Linked DNA regions of Mus musculus: region 2 is linked to region 1. The links are chromatin contacts, called in public HiChIP or PLAC-seq maps. All regions are on one chromosome and are shown on one strand. Each heading gives the region's core, a stretch centred on a gene start, on an enhancer-like site or on the middle of the called end of the contact. The rest is flanking DNA. Distances are from core to core; before and after follow the strand shown.

Region 1 (6,169 bases), core at 2,017-4,516:
TATTAGCCCAGAAACTTAGAATACCCAAGATATAAGATACAATTTGCTAAACGCATGAAACTCAAGAAGAACGAAGACCAAAGTGTGGACACTTTTTCCCTTAGAATTGCGAACAAAACACCCATGGAAGGAGTTACAGAGACAAAGTTTGGAGCTGTGATGAAAGGATGGACCATCTAGAGACTGCCATATCCGGGGATCCCATAATTAGTTTCCAAACGCTGACACCATTGTGTACACTAGCAAGATTTTGCTGAAAGGACCCAGATAGAGCTGTCTCTTGTGAGACTATGCTGGGGCCTAGCAAACACAGAAGTGGATGCTCACAGTCAGCTATTGGATGGATCACAGGTCCCCCAATGGAGGAGCTAGAGAAAGTACCCAAGGAGCTAAAGGGATCTGCAATACTATAGGTGGAACAACAATATGAACTAATCAGTACGCCCCTGGAGATCATGTCTCTAGCTGCATATGAATCAGAAAATGGCCTAGTCGGCCATCAGTGGAAAGAGAGTCCCATTAGTCGTGAAAACTTTATATGCCTCAGTACAGGGGAATGACAGGGCCAAGAAGTGGGAGTGGGTGGGTGGGGGAGTGCGTAAAGGAGCGTGTGGGGGACTTTTGGGATAGCATTGGAAATGTAAATGAAATAAATACCCAATAAAAAAGAAAAGAAAAGAAAAGAAAAGAAAAGAAAAAGAAAAAGAAAAAGAAAAAGAAAAAGAAAAAGAAAAAGAAAAAACAGCCCTCTTATGGGAAAAAAGTATATGTGAATTCGATCACACACTTATTCTTTTGAGCTTCCCCTTGTTTCAACACAGATAATTAAATTGTGTGCTGTAGATGGTGTTTTAAAAATGTTGAATAATCAAGCTTAATTTGTATGTTTTTATATATATATATATATATCAGAGCTTACAATTGTTTAAAATTTTTCATCCCTCAAATGCTATTAATTCTCAAGCTTGCAATTGCTTATGCCACTCATAAGAAAAAATACTGTTCCTTTAAGAAGACTGTTTTTGGACAGTTAAGAAATTGTCCTGGGTTGCCTGGAAAAGACCCCCAGGCTTTGCTTTTGTGTTATAAAGGTTTACAAAAAGCTTTAGCTGAAAAAGGATTACAGATAGCTCCTGAAAAGATACAAACTCAGGATCCTTATAATTATTTGGGCTTTACATTTACTAATAAAGCTGTTTTTTCCCCAGAAGATAGTTATTCGCAGAGACAACTTAAGGACTTTGAATGATTTTCAAAAATTGTTAGGTGATATTAATTGGCTTTGCCCCTATTTAAAGCTTACTACAGGGGTGTTGAAACCTTTATTTGATATTCTTAAAGGGAGTTCTGATCCTACCTCCCCTAGATCTCTAATCTCAGCAGGATTGTTGGCCTTACAACAAGTGGAAAAAGCTATTGAAGAGCAATTTGTCACTTATATATATATTACTCTTTGCCTTTACATCTGCTAATTTTTAATATGATTCATGTGCCTACAGGATTGTTATGGCAAAAGTCACCTCTAATGTGGATACATTTAAGGATTTCTCCTAAATGTAATATCTTGCCATATTATGAAGCAGTAGCCCAGATTATTATCATTGGAAGGAAGCAGGCACTAACTTATTTTGGCAAAGAGCCAGATATTATTGTTCAGCCTTACAGTGTGAGTCATGACACTTGGCTGAAGCAGTACAGTAGAGATTGGTTGCTTGCTCAAATAGGGTTTAAAGGAACTATACACAGCCACTACCCTCAAGATAGGTTGATAAAATTTTTTAATGTACATGAGGTGATATTTCCTAATATGACCTCTTTACAACCCTTACACAATTCTGTTCTGGTGTTTACTGATGGCTTCTCTAAAGGGCAAGCTGGATTTCTTATAAATAATCCACAGGTAATCATAAAGACTCCTGGCCTCTCAGCTCAATTAGCAGAATTAACAGCAGTACTGAATGTCTTTCAGTCTGTGCATGAGGCTTTTAATATTTTTACTGATAGTTTATATGTTGCACAATCATTACTCTTATTGGAGTCCTGTGGTACGTTTAACTTTAATACACCAGCAGGATCCCTGTTTTCACAACTACAAAACATCATTCTTGCCCCAAAACACCCATTCTATATTGGCCACATACGGTCTCATTCTGGTCTTCCTGGACCTTTAGCTGAAGGTAATGATTGCATCGACAGAGCTCTAATAGGAGAAGCCTTAATTTCAGATCCTGTTGCTTTGGCCAAGCGTGATCATGAAAAATTTCATCTCTCTAGCCGTACCTTAAGGCTCCGACATAAAATTACTAAGGAGCAGGCAAGAATGATTGTAAAACAATGCCCTAAATGTATTACATTGTGTCCAGTGCCACATTTAGGGGTTAATCCACAAGGTCTTATGCCTAATCATATCTGGTAAATGGATATAACTCATTATACAGAATTTGGAAAATTAAAATATATACATGTTTTTATTGATACTTGTTCAGGATTTATTTTTGCTTCTCTGCATACTGGAGAAGCCTCCAAAAATGTAATTGATCATTGCCTACAAGCCTTTAATGCCATGGAATTGCCTAAACTTATTAAGACAGATAATGGGCCATCCTATTCTAGCAAAAAATTTTGCTTCATTTTGTAAAGAATTTGGCATCAAACATAAAACTGGAATTCCTTATAACCCCATGGGACAAGGAATAGTTGAACGTGCTCATCGCACTTTAAATAATTGGCTTTTAAAAACAAAACAAGGGCAGTTAAATCTCCCAATGTCACCAAAGGCACATCTTGCTTTTGCTTTATTTGTTCTAAACTTTTTGCAAACTGATGTTAAATGTCAGTCTGCAGCGGATTGCCACTGGCATCCAGTTACTTCTAGTTCTTATGCCATGGTAAAGTGGCGGGACCCATTAACTAACGAATGGAAGGGTCCATACCCGGTCCTAATCTGGGAAAGGGGCTTGGTCTGTCTTTTTTTCACAAAAAGAAGATGGAGCGTGATGGCTGCCTGAGAGATTAGTTCGTCAACTGGACACAGACCCTGAATCTTCTAGTAAGTATGACTCCAACCTTCATTATGGCTAGAAATCCTCTTTAGCCGAAAAGTTAAATTGGAGCACAGCCTCCACTCCCAGGGAAGCTGTAGCCTTTCTGCAATTCTCAATGTCACCTCCCCCACACTGGAAGCTCTAAGTCTAAGCCTGATCATTGCTAATTTGCAATTGAATGGAGTACCTTGACTTCCCCAAAAGAAACTTTTGTACTGTGCCTTTCACTGTCTCGACCTTGTTTTTCAAGCCGGTCAGTCAATGCCCTTCAGCCTGACTGCAGCAGGTGTACAGCCTTGCCTCCAACAACGCAGGTGGCAGTTGTTAATCTTCATGAAGAAGCATTCTAAGTACATATCGTGGCTTTGGTCTGAATTGGGAGTAAGGTGTGCTAATGAGGGCCTGACAGTCAATGACGGGCACCCAGATCTCGGAGTCATACCAATCTAAGATAGGGGTACATGCCAAGAGGCCTGGCTGTTAATAATACACCACAGAGCCATGTTTTGTGTAAAATAAACACAAACAAGCTGCATGTACGTTCCTATGACGGATAAGGATGATTCAGGAAGATCTAAGATTTCCTAAGACAGGCAGAGCCGCCAGCCACCATAACTCCTGGGTGGGACTATGGAACATAAATACATTTTATGCCTCAGTCCAGTCTTTTTTTTTAATATTAACAACAGGGAGGAGATGTAACCTCCAACAAGCCTGAAGCAGGCTGAGCCGTACCTTGACTTTGCTGCCACTAAGGAGATTACCTAGGGTGGCGCCTTCTTCCCTAGATTACTCTATTGTTCAGCTACTATAGCTGTTCTTCTTCAAGATACTGCTACCTGCTGAGAGGTCCCGGAGCTATTCTGGAGACTACGCCCTATCCTGCAAGTCATCACCTGCAGCTGGTTCCAGGCTCCAAGGATGAATTGGCGGGAATGGCCTTTTATAAGCGCAGTCGCCATTAAACATTTGAACCTTGAACAGACTAGCATGTCTTGGTTCCATTATTCCTCAACCCTCCTAGGTTCCCTCTTTTCTTTCAGCTCCAGGTTGCCTCCCAGTCTTGAGCCTGAACATGTGAGCTGCTGGCCGGCTCGCAACACCAAAGCAGAAGTGGAAAAAAAGGGAACCTGTATTTACTGTTCATGGTACTGTAAACTGTTCCAACCACTATGGAAATTAAGGTGGAGAACTATTTTTTTAAGTTATATATGAAAGATAGAAACATAATTTTTTATTTTTATTTCTTTTAAAAATATATACATTTTATTTTTTATTGGACACTTTCTTTATTTACATTTCAAATGTTATCCCCTTTCTCTCTTTCCTCACCTCCTGGAAACCCCTTATCCCATCCTCCCTCCCTGTGCTTCTATGAGGGTGTGTCTCTACCCACCCACTCCCACCTCCCTGACCTTGATTCCTCTACTCTGGGGCATCTATCAAGCCTTCATAAGACCAAGGACATCTCCTCCCATTGATGCATGGCAAGGTCATCTTCTGCTACATATGGAGCTGGAGCCATATGTACTCCTTTGTTGATGGCTTAGTCCCTGGAAGCTCTGGGGGGTCTGATTGGTTGATATTGTTGTTCTTACTATGGGGTTGCAACCCCCCTCAACCCCTTTAGTCCTTTCTCTAACTCCTCTATTGGGGACTATGCGCTCAGTCTAATGATTGACTGTGAACATTTGCATCTGTATTTGTAAGGCTCTGGCAGGGCCCCCCAGGAGACAGCCATACCAGGCTCCTTTCAGCATGCACATCTTTGCAAGGGTAGAGAACTCTTTTAAAAATCTTTCATATGACCACCATTACCACATGTTAACATATGCCCAGATGACTCCAATTCCTATCATATTCTTCTTATACCTGCTCACCCACATTTATTGTTACTCTAATTATAATATCTTGAAACGAGCAACAGTATACATATACTTCAAATGGCAAATGGATGATAAAAATTGGTACATATGCAATATGGAACATTGAGTTGTAATTGGAAATATAATCTTAAGGATCAAAGGGAAATAGAACTAGAAAGTATACTGACTGAGACATGGAAAGACAAATGCTGCATATTTTTTCTCAGTTGAGGCATTTATCTATGAGTATTCAGATCTGAGATTCAAACATAAAATAAGCATGAAACAAGAAAGTAAAACAAATACAATGTGGTATAAGGTTTAGAGGTGTATTATAGAGGGTAGCAGCAAGAAATACAGGTAAAGAAGGTAAAAGTAGAAAAAATGTTGAGGACTTTTGTATTTCTTTCCATTGGTGACAGTAGGATGTTGAAGTCTCCTACTCTTTCTTTTTCCACTTTTTTTAAAAGATTTATTTATTTATTTAATGTAAGTACATTGTAGCTGTCTTCAGACACACCAGAAGAGGGCATCAGATCTCATTACAGGTGGTTGTGAGCCACCATGTGGTTGCTGGGATTTGAACTTCGGACCTTAGGAAGAGCAGTCGGGTGCTCTTACCCACTGAGCCATCTCTCCAGCCCTCTTTTTCCACTTTTTATTAGATATTTTCTTCATTTACATTCAGATGTTATCCCAAAAGTCCCCTATACCCTCCCCCACCCTGCTCCCCAACCCACCCACTCCCACTTCCTGGCCCTGGCATTTCCCTTTACTGGGGCTTATGATTTTCGCAAGACCAAGGACCTCTCATCCCATTGATGGACAACTAGGCCGTCCTCTGTTACATATGCAACTAGAGACACAGTTCTGTGGGGTACTGGTTAGTTCATATTGTTGATCCTCCTATAGGGTTGCTGAACCTTTTAGCTCCTTGGTTACGTTCTCTAGCTCCTTCTTTAGGGGACCTGTCTTGCATCCCATAGTTGACAGTAAGCATCCACTTCTGTATTTGCCAGCCACGGGCATAGCCTCACAAGAGATAGCCATATCAGGGGCCTGTCAGCAAAATCTTGCTGGCATATGCAATAGTGTTTGGGTTTTGTAACAATATTTCTTTTACAAATGTGGATGTCCTTGCATTTGGGCATTGGTGTTCAAAAGGAGGTCATCTTGGTGGATTTTTTTTTCTTGGAAAAGTATGAAGTGTTGTTCTGTATCTCTTTTGAGAAATTTCACTTGAAAGTAAATTTTGGTAGA
Region 2 (6,065 bases), core at 215-2,714, 780 kb before region 1:
CATCCCCCTATTCTGAGGCATCAAACCTCACAGGACAATGGGCTTCCTTTCATGTAAATGTAAGGTAAGTCCATCCTCTGCTGCACATGAATCTGGAGCCATGGATCCCTCCATGTATACTCTTTGATGAGATCTGGGTGGTCCAATAAGTTAATATAGTTCTTTCTATGATGTTGTAATCCCCTTTAACTCTTTCAGTCCTTTCCCTAGCTGTTTCAATGGGGTCTGCAGACTCAGTCTGGTGGTTGGCTGTGAATGTGTTCATCTGTATTTGTCAAGATCTTGTAGAACTTCTCAGTAAACAGTCATAATAGGCTCCTGGGAGCGAGTACTCTATGGGATTAGAAATAGTGTCTTGCTTTGGTGTCTGCAGAAGGGCTGGGTTCCAGATGGGTCAGTCTCTGGGTCACATTTTCTTCAGATTCTGTTCCATGTATTGTCTCTTTCTTTCCTTTGAACAGGAAAATTTCTGTATTGAAAATTTTAAGATGGTGATTTGATAGGATGCATGGAATTATTTCAATCTTCTTGTATCTGTTGAATCTTGTTTTGTGACCAATAATATGGTCAATATTTGGGATGATACCTTGAGGTTGTATGTTGGAAGCCATTCCGTGGCTCAAATGAACCCGGTTTCACCTGGGAGGCAAGCCAGGTTGAAAAGAGTGGGAAACTAGGTGGTTGAGAGAAAAATGGAGCTAAGTCAAGGTTTCTGATCAAAGCTCAAATATTTAATAGAAAACTGTGCTTATAGGGGGGGGGGGGAGCCCATCCCCTGCTAATCCATTCTTGGAGCCTGGAACCAGCTGCAGGTAAGGACATGCAGGATAGGGTGTAGTCTCTGGAATAGCTGAGGGGCCTCTCAGCAGGTAGCAGTTTCATGAAAGAGAACAGCTGCAGTGGCTGGACAATCGAGTCATCTAGGCAGAAAGGCTCCACCCTAGGTAATGTCCTTAATGGCTGCAAGATCAAGGTCTGGATCAGCCTGTTTCAGGCTGGGACAGGGATTGCAATTTCCTCCTGTTTATAATATTAAAAAAAAAAAAAAAAGCTCAACTAAGGCACAGCATTTATTTATGCTCTATAGTCCTGCTTGGGAGTTTTGGTGGCTGGCGGCCACACCTGACTTAGGAAATCTTAGATCTTCCCGAACCATCCAAATTCTGTCATTGAAGCTACGTGCAGCTTGTTTGTGTTTATTTCACACAATTCATGGCTCTTTGGTGTGTTATTAACAGCCACGGCCTCTTGGCATGTACCTCTGTCTTAGACTGTTATGGTTCCAAGATCTGGGTGCCCATCTTTGACTGTCTAGCCCTCATAGCACACCTTATTCCCAATTCAAACCAAAGCCCCAGTATGTACTTAAAGTGCTTCTTCATACAGATTAATGACTGCTACCTGGGCTGTTAGAGGGGAGGCTGCACACCTGCTGAAGTCAGGCAGAAAGGCATTGACCAACCTGCTTGAAAAACAATGGGAGACAGTGAAAAACAACACTACAAAAGCTTCTTTGGAGAAGTCCACTTACTCCATTCAATTGCAAATTAGCAAAGATCAAGCTTAGACCTCCAGGTGTGGGGGTGGTGGCTTTGAGAATTGCAGAAAGGCTGCATCTTCTCTGGGAGTGAAGGCTGTGTTCCAAATTAGCTTTGCTAGGTAATTAAGATTTTAGCTGTCTTCCATAGGAATCTCTAATACTGGAATTATTACTAGACCAGTACAAGATTGAGTTAGAATAACTGGTCACAATGAGGGAAGGAGAAGAATCACTATAACTCTTTCTTGTGACTAATCTTTCTAAGTCATATTACAAGGTCTCAAATGTTCTATGTCCCATAAGGTTTAAAAAGCTTGAAGCATGGCAGCATAGCTTGTTCAAACTGGGAAAATGACACGCAAAGGTGGGTCAAAAACATATACCTAATTCAGCTTTCTTGTCACTACAGTCAGGGCACTCAGCTAATTCAACTGTCAGCTTGTTATATGAATTAGCCGTCATGCTTCTGCAGTGTTCTGTGAAGAGAACCTATGCTTTTCCCTTTCCCAATAAGGTAGCTGTTCAGGATCAAGCCATATGCCAATAAATAGATCATTTTCCTCTAACCTAGACATGATTGTGTCTGGTTTTAAGATATTATGAGGCATTTATTAAGTTCTTTTACATCCAAATTTCAAAATTCTTAAAATAAAAGTGTGATTTAAATAATCCCCCTTTTTTTGTTCTTTTAAGAAGAAGAGTTTTTTAAAGTTCCACAACACCCTGTCTTTGAGAATTATTAAATTGTTGAAAAAACATCTCATATAAATCACTGTTATAGTCAGTTTTAATATAACAAGGGCAGTGACTAATTACACTTTCAATTGTTTCTTTTGAAGAGCAGTTGTAACTAGAAAGCTTGAACAGGTATTAATAGTCACATGTACATAATTTATTTATTAATCAGAAATAATAGCATTCATTTGCCACAATTGATTAAGTATAGGTCCTCAAGAATTAACACCATTATGTGGAAATAGGTAGGAACTGAGGACACCAAAAGCAAATTTTTTACAATTTGACATGCACATTCTACAACAATACCAAAATGTCATCTTAAACCATTACTGTTTTGAATATATAAAGAACGAGATTATTTAGCCAACCCTCCTTATGTGAGGCCTTAGTCTGCCTGAGATATAAATCCAGCATGGCATTGCCTTAAGAGGTCTTGTCCAGGCAATCCAGAAAAATTTATTAAATGTCCAAAAGCTGTCTTCTTAAAAGAACAGCATTTTTTCTTATGAATAGCATAAGCAATTGCAATCTTGAGAATTAATAGCATCTGAGGGATGAACAATTTTAAGCAATTGTAATCTCTGAGATATATATTGATAAATATACAAATTAAAGTTTGATTATTCAACATTTTAAAACACCATCTACAGCACACAATATAATTATCTGTGCTGAAGCAGGAGGAAACTCAAAAGAATAAGCATATGATCCAATTCATATATACTTTTTTCCCATAAAAAGGTTATTTTTAAACACAGTAAATGGGATGCATGCATGCATGAATTTATAGAAGATACAAAAGCATGCATAAAAACAATTTTTAACTTATCTTTGGGATAATAATTGTCAATTTTATTTAAGATGATGGTAGGTAATAGATTAAATATTAATGTTCTGTAATAAAAATTAATTGCTGTTTTGATCAAGAAACAGACACTTAGGTTCTTAAGACACAATTTTTGTTATAGATTTTCTAAAATATACGAATTTATCTTACAAGTCTTTCTTAGCACCACAGCAGCCTTAATAGGATGTTAAAACTGTGTTTTGAGGTGAATGCCACCAAGGCCTTGCCTGCCTCCAGCCCTCCTCCCAGGCCATAGAGGCTGAAGTGGCTGAATCTGTTGTAGGCCAGGAATCCCGATCAAGGGCAGCAGAGCACCCCGAGTCCTAGCAGGAAAAATACGGCCACCCCCGGTGGGGACAGGCAGATGTTCATGGGGGCAATGGCATGAGCAACCGGTGCTTCACACCCTCCCTAGAGTTCGTTACAAGGGTGCCCACCTTCTGGTGGCCTCCCGAGCCACCACTGCTCATGGAAAGCTGTGTATCCCATGGCCCCGCCCAGCCCCGCAGCAGACAGCAGCTGGCTGGCTCCAAGTAGGCCAATAGTCGGTCAGGAAGAGAAGAAAAATTACTTTACAATAACGTTTTCTCTTGCCAAAAAAATTGCTTTGGGCACATTTAGTAACCATAACTAAAATAGGCAGGTAATATTTAATTACCATTGATTATAATTGATAACAATTATAAAAGCTTTTTTTATTTTCTGCAAAGCCTTTTGTTCTTGGCCAGTTAATTTGTGTCTCATTTAATAGCACCTAAGAAAGGCTTAAGTTCTTCTGTGTTGAGTTTAAGGTGAAATCTTAGCCAATTAACATCTCCTGAAAGCTTTTGAAAATAAAATTTTGAAGCAAATCAATATTTTGTTCTTAGATTTTCTGTACCACAATTTTATAGTATAACTAAAACCCTAAGTATTAAAAAGATATTGCCTCTGAATATTTTCTGGAGCAACAGCTACTCCCCAGAACTTAAAAGCTCATTGTATGAGAACAAGGATTTAAAGTAAACTTCCCTTGAGAAGCATTAGCTAATATACTTTCCACTTAGGAAACAATATACACTGAATGATTCAAACTCTTAGCTTCTTGTATTGAAGCAGAGACAATAAGAATTTTTTTTACATTAGGTAAAGTTATATAAGCCATACCTAGAGGCAAAATTTTCCAGTGATTACCAGTTCACTAGAAGCAAAACTCTTTACAATTATCAGAAGTTAAAGGAAAAAACAAACTCTTAAGTCTATAATAACTTTACATGAAGTAGGCAAGTCAAATTGCAATGTCCTGATAAATTCTACAGCCTGACTGACCTTTTAAAAACTTTGAATTTAAACTTTATTTAGAACAACATCTGGATAGATCTGCAACAATGCTCTTTTAGCTAAAAGGAATTTTCCCTGAAGGCAAGGAGAGGCAAGTTTCAAGAGCTTTCTTAGGAACCATTTGCAAGACAAAAGAAAGTCACACAAGCCCCACAGAGCCTCCTCTGAGCTTTGTTCCTCTTGCTGTGAGGACAGATTTTAGAATTTTTAAGTTTCTTTTGCAATATTAGACTATAACTACAACTTTGGGAAAGCATAACCCAATTTCAAAACAATTTATCACCTTAGAATAAACATTAAAACTTCATTATCATGTTATGAATTTTGGCTACCAATTTATACCTATGAATGCATGACAATGCGAATTTTAATGCTCCATTAAAGAGACATTGCTTTAAATCTTACTTTAATTCTGTTTTCTAGGATGAGAATCACATTAAATATTATCTCAACTAGAAGTATCCTTAGAGGCCCAGCCTCTTGGTCTGCCTTTTGCCACATGTTGGAAAGACTCCAAACCTAAGTTACCAATTTAAAGCTAACTTTCTAGTAATCAGTGTTACACCTATTTGATCATACCCAATAACTTATAAGCTAATAAGAAATGTTCCCTGAAGGCAAGGAGAGGCAAGTTTCAAGAGCTTCCTTGATGAAGATACACAAAGCATATTACACCTCTAAGACCAGTAAAAAAACAAATGAAGTGGCTACACGAGTCTTATAAATTTAGACCAATGAAAGAATTTCAATTTTTCTAGCTATAATTATAAGCTTAAAAACAAAAAAAGTACTTTGCCATTTGCCAAACACAATAATTATGTTTGCAGAGAACCCTCCAGGAAAAAAGAAAAATCTATCAGCTTTTTTGCCCCAAATCTAAGAGGCTGCAGACTCCTTTACTTTGAGAGCAGTTTTTCCAGCAGTGGCTCCCCTGCTGTGCCTGATCCTTGGCTAAAGCATGTGGCCACTCTCAGCTTTACTGAACCAGCAGATAAAGTTTTAGCCATCTTTTATTATCCAACATGAAACACAGAACATTGAGTCATTCAGACAACTAGACACAAACATACATGGATTGACACATGGTGCACCAGACATTAGACTAGACATTAGACAACACAAAGAGGGCAGAGAACTTCTGCTGTAAGGGCCAGAGAGAAAAAGAAACGGTGTCCCCTGATTTTTTCTCTGCCTCTGGGAGAGTTTCAAAGTCCATTTTCCTCTACTTTATTTTATTATTACAAACCCTGTTACTGCCACCTGATGCTGCTCCTGACTGCGAACATCCGCCTGATTATTTCATTTAAACCCTTATTCCTCTCACCTAAAGCAGTTTTTGAAAACTGCTGACAATAATTGCCTGATCAGTTCCTAGTTCTGAATAATTCACTGCTGAACCTAAGTGGAAACCAGCATGCGGATTAGCACTGTTCCAAATTTAGCCCAAATCCTTTCACACCTCGAGCAACACTTTATCTGTTGCTTACTGTACCCCAATACTATTCTTTTCTCTGATTCTTTCCTTCCCATGGAGCTCTACACCAAGCAGAGTTCCTCCAGCGTTTTTCTGCCATTCCTCAGGTCCCTGGCCCGGGTGCCAACTGTTGGAAGCAGTCCTGC

Evidence for each region. HiChIP or PLAC-seq counts read pairs in DNA pulled down with a chosen protein or histone mark.
Region 2: a contact with region 1 is called in an H3K27ac HiChIP or PLAC-seq map of embryonic stem cells, with 6 times the contacts expected there. The contact joins two enhancer-like sites. A contact is called at or near these places in 2 of 115 datasets of contacts at active chromatin or transcription factors (both in embryonic stem cells) and 1 of 9 other capture datasets (embryonic stem cells).

Annotation. Positions count from the first base shown.
Region 1 is chr17:17,737,223-17,743,391 of GRCm38.p6, reverse strand. No RefSeq gene overlaps it. Among named protein-coding and RNA genes, the nearest start is that of Vmn2r90, 36 kb to the right of the region's middle. Within about 2 kb of position 3,266, at least 5 of the 459 cell types and tissues checked have an H3K27ac peak or open chromatin away from gene starts, as enhancers often do. A contact at or near this core is called in embryonic stem cells, where this site is marked.
Region 2 is chr17:18,519,035-18,525,099 of GRCm38.p6, reverse strand. No RefSeq gene overlaps it. Among named protein-coding and RNA genes, the nearest start is that of Vmn2r96, 60 kb to the left of the region's middle. Within about 2 kb of position 1,464, at least 6 of the 459 cell types and tissues checked have an H3K27ac peak or open chromatin away from gene starts, as enhancers often do. A contact at or near this core is called in embryonic stem cells, where this site is marked.